Regions from separate parts of the Mus musculus genome. Here region 1 is linked to region 2. Evidence: chromatin contacts called from public HiCAR-type data. All regions are on one chromosome and are shown on one strand. Each heading gives the region's core, a stretch centred on a gene start, on an enhancer-like site or on the middle of the called end of the contact. The rest is flanking DNA. Distances are from core to core; before and after follow the strand shown.

Region 1 (5,552 bases), core at 2,851-5,350, 1.1 Mb before region 2:
ACTTGGTGCCCTGTCCTAGCCAGGCTACTGCGGGGTAGGGCGCTGGCTCTGAAGGAGACAAGCCCACCTGATGTCAGCAGGGCTGGAAGAAGCAGAATTCGGAAGGCATGGGGCAGAAGCACAAGGGTCTGTCCCAGCCCTGTGTCTATGAACAGCTATGACCCAATTTGGCCAGACATGCCCATTTATCTGCATGCACCCAGTTCCGAACCCACTGCCAAAGAAAGGGATCAAACCCTGCCTTGACTTTAGACTCAGCCTCCTACAACAAGGCCCTGCAAAAGATCGAGAGGCACTGTCCCTGCATAGGAAGAGACAAGAGATGAAGACCAAAAGGAGAGGGAGGTGGGAAAATTAAATTTTGCGTGATCAGCAAGGTTTCAAACAATCGCTCGCCAGCTGAAGTGGGTGCCACGTGAATAAGTCATTCTGTTTTATAGACCATTAGGGTCTCCAGAGAGAATCTGCATAGAGACCAGTGCTTTCTGTTGAAATTAAAATGTCAGAGAAAAAGAAATAGAACAAAACAGGGAATCTGCAATTAATTACCAGGCCATAAAAATTCAATAATCAGGAGGCAGAGCGGCCACAGGCCCAGAGGTATCAGAGCCAGCGTAACAGGAATGGAAGGCATTAATCTTTTCAAATTAGTTTTTTAATCTGACTGGGATATATGGTGACATGGCTCCCTCCTCGCCCGCTTCCCCCACCTCCACCGCTCCTGCCTGGAGCCAGGTTGCAGGAGGAAGGCTGTGAGATGCACTGAGAACTTGCAAGCCATCCCGGTCCCCAGATATGGGGAAGAGGGCTCCGGCTAAGGACAAGGACTCGGTGCCACAAGCCCGCTGAAGAGGCCTAGCGGGGACACGGCTGCCTCTTCCCTCTGTGTGCGTCCCAGGGAGGTACTGATAAAGACGGTGGAAATTTAGGAGGGCAAGGCGCTAGGCAGTGAGCTCGGAGAGATGATCAATTCAGGACTTTCCTTCTCTTGAAAATTGGAACAACACCGCTGCTTCAAGGGATGGCTGGGTGTTGAGCACCTGGTACCCAGCAGGTGCTAAGTAACAGCTTCCGGTTGTCACGTTGTTATCACTGGCCGCAGTGTGGCCCCGTTGTTATCACTGGCCGCAGTGTGGCCCCGCCAGCACGTATTTAGTGCCTGCTGTGTGCTCAGCCCTAAAGGAACTCACATTTCTTCGGGCCTTACCTGGAGAGCATGACTCAAACTCAGAGATATTTTCAGGACTCTCAAGTCATTGAGAGTCAACAAGAAGAAAGAGCTTGTCTAAGGGGCCTGTTCCAGGAGCAGTTAGGAGAAGCAGCTGAGATCCCGCCCTGCCCCTAGAGAAAGTAGGTTCCCCTCCTGTTTGCCTGCACCCTGCACAGATGCTGATAGGTCAAGAAGCCAGTCTACCCTGATTGTGATTGGAGACCTGCCCTCACCTCCGAGGCCCGGGATTCTAGCAGCATTGGCTTCAGTTGGCCAGGTCTAGGGCTCTCTCACTGATCCTGCACCTGTCTGCCTGCCTCCGGAGGGTCTCCGGGCCTGGCCAGTGTTGTTAAGAAACAGACTTCCAGGGCAACCACCTCTGAGGCCCTGTGGACTCCAGCTCTTAAAGACAGCACCAATAGCCTACTAAGCCTGTGTGTGAGGCACACTGTGCGGGTGTTTTCAACCGGAACTCCATCGGGTGTTGTGTGCAGTGAGTGTTGTGAAATATAACTCTGCAAGACAGTATTCTTGGTGGCCCGAGGCAAGGTGCACCCCTGAGAAATTACACTGTGCAACAGTTCTGGTATAAAGGGGGTTTACTGGGAGAAGAGGACTAGAGGCTGGCAAGTGGCTATGTAGACAGACAGATGGGAATGAAGCCAGGGGAGGGGGGAAGGGGGCCAAAGGACTGGAGTGGGGTGGGGGTCTTTTTATCTGTGGCACATACCTGTCGTACGTGGGGGGCGGGGCAGGTGATGCCTTAAGCAATTGCTAGGTCCCTGAGGGCAGGTCAGCAGAGTCTCCTGTGAGCGAAGTCTAGAAAGGATTTCACTGTAGAAAAAAGAGGGACAGTAACACTTGAACTGCATTCCAGTTGTACCTGTCCAGTTGTTTCCAAGTCATAAACTACCACAGTCTTTTGCTTCCACCAGAGTTCAGCATATAGTAGATATTCAATAAATGTCTAGGGAACACCGGTCTAGCAGATAGCCTTGCAAGGGGAACTCAGCTGCTGCCTGCCAAGATGCTACCGCTTCCCAAGGAACCCTCTCTAGCCAATGACCATAACAGCAAGTACCACTATTGAGCACCTACTATGCGAGGAATCCCGTGCCTATCGTAGTAAGGCTGTAATACCTGCTTTACAGAAAAGAAACAGACTCGGAAAGACGGACCGTCACACAAAAAAGCTACACCCAGCATCCCAGCCACTAAGGATACTGTCTTGGAAACCAGGTGACTCTAAACCAGGTTCTTGGTTCCTTTAACTTGGGCACCCCTCCAGCAAGCATTCCCGAGTCTCTTTGGATTCCTCCATTAGCCACACTCACTTTATCCCCTCTCCCCATGCTCACAAGAGCCCTGGTGCAGAGATGACTCCATACCCCGACGCAGTTCCGCATGCAGCCACCGGGTGGCGAGATGTTCTCAGCCTGACCTTGCAATACGGCCATGTGTCACCAGATGGTGCCCGAGGACGCGGCTCTGTGGGCAGGGCCCGGACAAGGTGGAGCCCTGTCGGCTTACTGGTCCCAGTCCCATCCTCGCTACTCCAGCACACGTGACCTCCGCCGCCGCTGCTAACCTGCACCATGGCTCAGCCCGTCCCTCGGCTATCTATCCCAGCCGCACTGGCCCTGGGCTCGGCCGCGCTGGGCGCCGCCTTCGCTACTGGTCTCTTGCTGGGTGAGCTGGGCTGGGCTGCTGCAGTCCGGGGAATGGGAGGAGGGCGCGGAGAAGAGCCGGAGAACCCGGTCAGAAATGCAGGCCCTGACTCGGCACCCTCTCCCCGGCAGGGAAACGGTGGCCTCCATGGGGGTCCAGGCGGCAAGAGCGCCTGCTGCCACCTGAGGACAATCCCCTGTGGCAGTATCTGCTGAGCCGCTCCATGAGAGAGCACCCGGCGCTGCGGAGCCTGCGACTGGTCAGTAGGACTGGGACCGAGAACCGGCTCCCCACTTCCAGCGTGGTGGACCTCACGTGGCTGTGTGACCTTGAGCTAGGCAGAAACCCTCTCTGGGCTTCCGGGTTCCCTGAGACCTGTCCCCTCTAGGCCACACCCGCCACCGAGCCCCTGAATGATTCAAAACCTCAGGGGGGAGGTGGGGGGGGTGACTGGTATGAATGGCACCTCCCTCTCCCCACACAGCTGACCCTGGAGCAGCCGCAGGGGGATTCCATGATGACCTGTGAACAGGCCCAGCTTCTGGCCAACCTGGCGCGGCTCATTAAGGCCAAGAAAGCTCTGGATCTGGGTAGGAACACGCAGCCATGGTCTCTGGAAACCAGGGTCACAGGGCAGCCCTGCACCCTGAACTGAGCTTGACAGTGTCCCCTTCCACAGGTACTTTCACGGGCTACTCGGCCCTGGCCCTAGCCTTGGCGCTTCCGGAGGCTGGCCGCGTGGTGACCTGCGAGGTTGACGCAGAGCCCCCGAAGCTGGGACGGCCCATGTGGAAGCAGGTGAGAGCCCCACACCTGCGGCCGTTCGGGCTCCGGCTCGGGGGCGTGCCGGCCTGACCGGCCTCCTTCCGCAGGCAGAAGTGGAGCAGAAGATCGACCTTCGGCTGCAGCCCGCCCTGCAGACATTGGGTGAGCACCAGTGCGGGAGGGACCCAGACAGCACTGTCCAACCCCGGGGAACAAAACTGGCGACCCTGAGCAGCCCGCTGAGACCCTAGCTCAGCCAGCGGCACATGCCCTCTGTCCCTGTTAAGATGAGCTCCTAGCGGCGGGCGAGGCCGGAACCTTCGACATAGCCGTGGTGGACGCGGACAAAGAGAACTGTACCGCCTACTACGAGCGCTGTCTGCAGCTCCTACGTCCCGGAGGCGTGCTCGCTGTACTCAGAGTAAGGACTAGCTAAGGCAAAACTGCTGCTTCTTGTGGCTGGGTACCCACTCTTCTCAGCTCTTCCCACCCCACCCCCCAGCCCCGCCCCAAAGCCCACCCAGAGTATCATAGGTCCCGCCCCTCCTGGCTAAAGCTCTGGGTCGGCTACCCCCCACTTCCGACGGCCCCGCCCCTCCATCTGTAGGTCCTGTGGCGCGGAGAAGTGCTGCAGCCTCAGCCCAGGAACAAGACTGTTGAATGTGTGCGGAACCTGAACGAACGCATCCTGAGGGACGCCAGGGTCTACATCAGCCTCCTGCCCCTGGATGATGGCCTCTCCTTGGCCTTTAAGATCTAGGGTTAACACGAAGCTTAGGGCCTGGGTGTGAGAACCTAAGACCCCCAGCCAGTGACCTGACTTTTAAACCTGACAATAAAGGTACTGGACACGCGACCTTCTGAGCATCCTCTTCCAGCGTTCACTTGGTGGAGGGTTCCCTCCCTGCAGGTCTCCCTGGCACCAAGGCTTGTGGCCTTATCTGACCGCATAGTTTTAATAAATTGTCCTAGCTGTACTCACTGAGTAGAGTTCCAACAGGCTTGGATATAAGGGAAGACCCTATCTGTCTCTGGCCTCCCAGCCACATGCCACAGAGATGTCGAGATAGGGCCTTTTATAGCTGGCAGTCTACTCATGTTTTCACAGGGCTGAAGCCTCCCCAGCCTAACTTGTGTGCAGTGGAAGCCCAGACTACAGGACCTAAGGTTGGCTGGCATTTCTATCTGCTCCCTCATCCCCTTAAGTCCTAAGGGAGGAGACTGATGGCCAAGGTGCAAAGCAGACAGAGTGGGAAGCCAACCTCATTCAAGAAACCTCAGGAACTTGAAGCTTTTGCAGCACTGTCCTTTTGGGGGACACTATAAGGAGCCAACCTTTATTGACCTGAGGCCTGGTGCTTTGCTGCTCTAGAAGAAAGGTAAAGTTCTTTGTACTGAGGCAGAAAGGACAGTTTCTGGGACACCACAGGTTTGCCACTCTGGGGTAAGAAAGGCCCAAGTGATGTGCACTTAGCAGCTGCTACAAGTACAGATGTGTGAGCCCACAACTGAGTCCCTGCCACACACCACCAACCCTCTGGGGACTAGCTGTGCCCTACCCCTTCTTCACAAGTCACAAGTACATACTGAGGTGCACACAGGGGACCTGGTCCAATCCATTTTGAAGTGCCTTTGATGCACTGGTAGCCCACATGAGTCCACTCGCTCAGCAGAGCCAGCATGAAGAACACTTGTTAGCTGAGGGTCACAGGGCAGTAACATGCACCATTTCTATTGGGTAAGTCCCAAAGTACCCATTTTCTTAGCTGTCCTCTCAAGTTTAAACTACACCTCAGAAGTGACACTCACCTCTCACCTGTGACACACCACCTCCCCAGGGAAGCTGGCACGGTCCTACTTTTCCAACCAGGATCACTAGGTAATACATATCACCCAGGTGATGGCGAAG
Region 2 (5,028 bases), core at 1,172-3,671:
GTTCTCAGGACTCAGTGTGAGCCTTTATGTGGAAGAGCGGAGGGTGAGCTCCAGCCCGTAAGAGCTGAGAAGAGCAGCCCTGAGGTAACTAGAACTCCAGCCATACAAGGTTTTATAGATCACAATCAGCAACTTGGATTACACCCGAAGCTGACTGGCATAGCCAGTGCTCCACTTCACTTGCTGCAATGCGTTTCGTCTTAGCCAGGGAGGCTGTGCTGGCCCACGAGCTGCAGGAGCTCCTGCTTAGCCTTCGAGGTTAGACTTTCACTTGGAAAACACAGCAGGGACCAGTGTGCTGCCATTGATAGAGGGCAACAGAGAGAAATGCTAGAAAAACAGTCACAACATTTGGCTAGTTCAGTGACATAAATGGTATTTTTTTAAAGATTTATTTATGTATTTTCTGTATATGAGTACAGTGTAGATGTGAGCCTTCATGTGGTTGTTGGGAACTGAATTTTAGGACCTCTGCTCGCTCTGGTCAACCCCGCTGGCTCCTGTTGGCCCCGCTCACTCCACCCAAAGATTTATTTATTATATCTAAGTACACTGTAGCTGTCTTCAGACACCCCAGAAGAGGGTGTCAGCTCTCATTACGAGTGGTTGTGAGCCACCATGTGGTTGCTGGGATTTGAACTCAGGACCTTTGGAAGAGCACTCAGTGCTCTTACCCACTGAGCCATCTCGCCAGCCCATAAATGGTATTTTTATTACTCACAAATATTTAAAAATGAGATTTCACACGCTGAGGTGAGAGGCTCGCCTCTAAAGTTACATACTGCCCACCACTGGGAAAGGTAGCATGCACCTTTAATCCCAGTACTTAGGGGGCAGAGGCAAGTAGGGTGTTATAGATCCATAAGATAATGAGCTCCAGGCCTGCAGAGCTATGGAGTAAGACCTCGTCTCAAAACAGAACAGAACCAAAACCCAATAAGGCTACCCACTAGCTACCTACTAGCTCGGGCATAGCTTCCTTTGTGTTTCTTGTGATCAGCTCGGTAAGAATGATCAATTGTGTGGAGGACAGAGGGGCTGGGGGCAGTGAGCGAGGAGGCTCTGCTCTGCTGCTTCTGGGGCGTGTTGAGTGGACCATGAGAAGGTGAGGATTTAAGAATGACAACTGAGAAGTCGGGTGACAAGGACCTAACCTAAAACATAGCTAGCCTTCCTTTTATTATTTATAGCAATATGTTTATATCATCCATGACCTCTCACTTTGTGTGGTTTAATACCTTTTCCCCCTCTGCAGTTAGCTCAGAATAAAGGCAGAGAGAGGAGCCAACAGTCCCTGTGTCTAAACTATTGACACCCAGGAAAAGCATGGTAAAGTCACTTTGGTGACTTTTCAGAGTACCAGAAAGTAGCCCTCGATTTTTTTGTTTGTTTGTTTTGTTTTGTTTTGTTTTGTTTTGTTTTTCGAGGCAGGGTTTCTCTTTATAGCCCTGGCTGTCCTGGAACTCACTTTGTAGACCAGGCTGGCCTCGGACTCAGAAATCCGCCTGCCTCTGCCTCCCGAGTGCTGGGATTAAAGGCATGCGCCACCACGCCCAGCTTGTATCCCTCCGTTTTATGGCTGCTCGTGTGTCCTGAGGCATGTGTTGGTCTGAAGACCAATTCCAGGGTTAAGAGAGCAGAAAGAAGGGCCAGCCAGGACTGTATTCTGGGGGTGTTGTCTGGCTGGACCCTCTGGCTCCTGGTGGAAACCAAGACTCCTGGAGATGTGGCTGAGCTCTCGGTCCGGGAGGCATGGGTTGCCATGGATCAGAACCTGGCTTGTGGCTGAGAGGAGACTGTGCCCTTAATTCACTGTTCCTCTCTCCACTGCTGTGTCCCCAGTCCTCAGACCGTTTAGTTCTGGCCTTTTAAACTCCATGCAAAGGAACATGCATCTTACCCAGTAGTTGCACAATTTAAAGGGCCGAGAGCAGAGATCAGATCTTCAGCCTCTGGCTGTTTTCAGACTTAGTAGCGTTGAAATTCATGAGCATTTGGTGCAAGGAGCCAGGCGATCCCAGTTTTCCCCCTAGTACATATTCTGTGCTGAGTTAGAACCTGCTGGAAGAGTGAACCCTAATGTTAAAACTGTGGGTTCTGGGTAATGATGTGTCATTGTTCATAGTGAAGAATCTGTGCATGGGAGTCAGAGGTATATGAACCTTCTGCTCAGCTTTGCTGTGAACCCAACACTGCTATTAAAAAATAGAATCAATTAAAAGCAAGCAAACCATGGCTGTTTGGGTGTAGGGTACACTGTTGAACTCAGAGAGGCTGGGAGAGTGGCTGGCTTTAGGAGTTATGTGGAGGAGCGGGCTAGTGCGATAGTCTGAAGTCTGAATGGAGTGCGTGCTGCCTGTGATCTGCTTGCTCTCTGTTCTGAATTCCTCTAATGAATAGACTGTCTTCTTCCGTGCTGAGCTGCCCCAGCAGTTTCCATCACAGCCTAGCGTTTGTGGTTTAAAGCAGCACTTCTCAAACTTTTATGTGCTTATGAAGCAGCCAGGGATCGTGTCAAAATTCAGATCCTGATTCAGTAGGTCTTGGTGGGGAGGGGGAGGGGAGGCTGAGATTTCTTCCAGCTTCAAGGTCTCCAGGTGATGTTCATGCTTTGATCTGTGGTCCATCAGTTTGTGACTTCTGGTCAGGGTCACTGGGCTTGGATTTTGGCTTCCTATTTAGAAGCTGTCAGTCACTCTAGCAGATTATTTAACCCTATTGTGTCTGTCTGCTTTGTCCTTTGTGTCCCTTCTTGTGGAGTCAGCAGAGGGTTCTTCTGAAAGGGATATACTGGGAGATGGAGAGCAGAAACACAAACACACAAGCAGAGATTTTGAATCTCAGCTCCTCCACCCTTGCCCCAGCTCCCCTGTTAAATTATTCAAGTCTGCCCACAGTAAACCTTGGGCCCAGGACCGGTTCAACTGATAGTAAATGTAGCAAAAGCAATTGCTAAGCAAAAGGAAACATTGTGACTGAGCGTTCCTTAATCTTTCCTCCATGTTGGGAAGGAAGGCTGAGACCCGCCACAGCTGCGGGACAGACTGAGATCTCTGAGTAACAGCTCACTCCTGCAGGGTTATTATTGCGGACATTTGAAAGGCATTCCTTACTTTAATTTTAAATTTGTATTTATGTGCATTCATGGGCGGTGCGAATGCAGGTGTCCTCCAAGGCTTGAGGTATTGGATACCCCGAGACGGAGTTTCAGGCAGTTGTGAGCTGAGTTTCAGGCAGTTGTGAGCTGCCCAGGGTGGGTGTGAGAACCAAACCTGGGTCCTCGGCAAGAGCAGTAGGTAGGCACTCTTAACTGCTGAGCCATCTTTTTCTAGTCCTAGTTATAGACATTTTTAACAGATGCTTTTTCAGTATTGTTTTTGTTTTGAGAAAGACTTTTAAAGTAAATATGGCTTATTGTTGGTGTTTTTGAGGAACTGGAAATAGCCACTCACAGAATTTGGGTCGTAGATTTGTTGGTCCATGAGAGTATAAAATGTTGAGTAAAGCCTGTGTAGGGCTGTCCTTGCCCCACTGATTTTATAGTGATTAGGTTTATTGCTGACCTCCAGTTGCGATTTATGTTTCTCCTAGACTTGGTTTGGTCATCCTGGCCTTTGTGCCTTGTACTTAACTATGAAATGGCTGGGTGTCTGATGACATTCCATGTGGCCGTAGTACCATTAATGTAACTAGTTACATATTTGCATAATTGTTAGTTAGAGCCTGTCTGCTTCTCCATGGGTGTGCTCCCTAGTGGCAGGACCTGGCTTCTTCTCTTCACAGCTGTATAGACAACAGTGTCTGCTTCAGGGTAGTCAGCTAATGAATATGTTAACCAATTAGAATGGCCAGAGCTGGCAGGGACAGAATGGAACTTCTTCACCTAAGAGGATAGACAAAATGTCCTTCTGTGATAGGAAGGATCTTGATGTTAGTTTGCCAAGTTTGTGGCTTCAAGTTCTGCTACGTAGTGTGACTTTGAACTTTTTTTAAAGCCTGTCTCCTCTCCCTTTGGTGGGGATGTCATACACAGTTGTCTGATACAGCTAAAGTGGGGATTCAGTAAAGTCTTCTCATAAAATACGTCACCTGGGCTGGGAACGGAGCTCAGTTGGCACAGCACTTGCAGGTCATGAACAAGACACTGGGTTCAAGTCCCTAGCACTGCGTCAACACGGTGTAGCTGTGCCCATAATCCCAGTGCTCAGGAGGAAGTGGAAGAGGCAAAAGGATCAGAAATTCAAGGTTATCCTTAGCTACGTAGTGAGTTCAAGTCCTGCCTTGGTTACATGCGACGCTGTCTTAAAAAAGTAACACAGTGGTTGGCACATAGGAATAGCTTAATTAAATCATAGTCATTTTAATTTTAATCAAGAATCAGCTGTGCTTAATATGGCACAGTTAATTTTCTCTTCTTTGCCCTTAGTTCCTATTAATTTTCTTTACAAATTAAAAAAGAAAAAAGATAGCAGAGCCCTCTTGTCTTGGCATGTCGGTTGTTGGTTGTGCTTGGGGCTTACATCAGAACCTTTGGGGCAGGGTGGCCTGGAAGGATTAGCTTTCTGCTCCTCTGCTAATCCCCGCCCACCTGCGCTCTGTGTGTGGCCTTCTTCCAGAAGGGCAAAGGCCTGGGTGTCTTTGCCTGTGGCCCTGCTCCTAGACCTGCAGTGCTGGGAGGGTTGGGGGTGGAGGGTGGAGTATTGGGAGGAGGTTGTCCAGGTGAGGCCAACCTCAAGGCTCATGGCCAAGCCCAGCAGGGCAGGGCACCTGGGCTCCCTTGGGAGTGGTTGTTAGCATCCTACCTGCTGTCTTGTCAGCTCAGCACCTTGCTACTGTTAGTCAGCTCCCTAATGAAGCTGGTCTTTGGCTTCTGGGACAGCTGATTTCCAGGAGATTATTTGTATTACACACTTTAATGCTTTTTAATAACTTTTTTTTTAATTAAATGGAAAGTCCTTTTGGAAGCAACGGTGTAGCCGCAGCAGGACTCAGGATGAGGCACTGGCAGAGACCAGAGAAGGGGGAAGG

What was found. HiCAR-type assays count read pairs that join an accessible place to other places.
Region 1: a HiCAR-type map of astrocytes shows a contact between it and region 2, with 2.4 times the contacts expected there. The contact joins the promoter of A430057M04Rik here to the enhancer-like site in region 2. A contact is called at or near these places in 2 of 39 promoter capture datasets (hippocampal neurons and pre-B cells) and 2 of 115 datasets of contacts at active chromatin or transcription factors (astrocytes and trophoblast stem cells).

The regions. Positions count from the first base shown.
Region 1 is chr14:21,846,126-21,851,677 of GRCm38.p6, reverse strand. It overlaps A430057M04Rik (RIKEN cDNA A430057M04 gene), which reads right to left and starts at 4,100. Exons shown (of 3, transcript NM_176925.3): 1 at 2,599-4,100; 2 at 1,941-2,044. The coding sequence starts at 2,807. It overlaps Comtd1 (catechol-O-methyltransferase domain containing 1), which reads left to right and starts at 2,768. Exons shown (of 7, transcript NM_026965.2): 1 at 2,768-2,899; 2 at 3,010-3,137; 3 at 3,363-3,468; 4 at 3,558-3,676; 5 at 3,751-3,805; 6 at 3,931-4,064; 7 at 4,251-5,552. The coding sequence starts at 2,806. The coding sequence ends at 4,403.
Region 2 is chr14:20,773,219-20,778,246 of GRCm38.p6, reverse strand. The region is part of intron 3 of Camk2g (calcium/calmodulin-dependent protein kinase II gamma); the gene reads left to right. Among named protein-coding and RNA genes, the nearest start is that of Camk2g, 18 kb to the left of the region's middle. Within about 2 kb of position 2,421, at least 33 of the 459 cell types and tissues checked have an H3K27ac peak or open chromatin away from gene starts, as enhancers often do. A contact at or near this core is called in astrocytes, where this site is marked.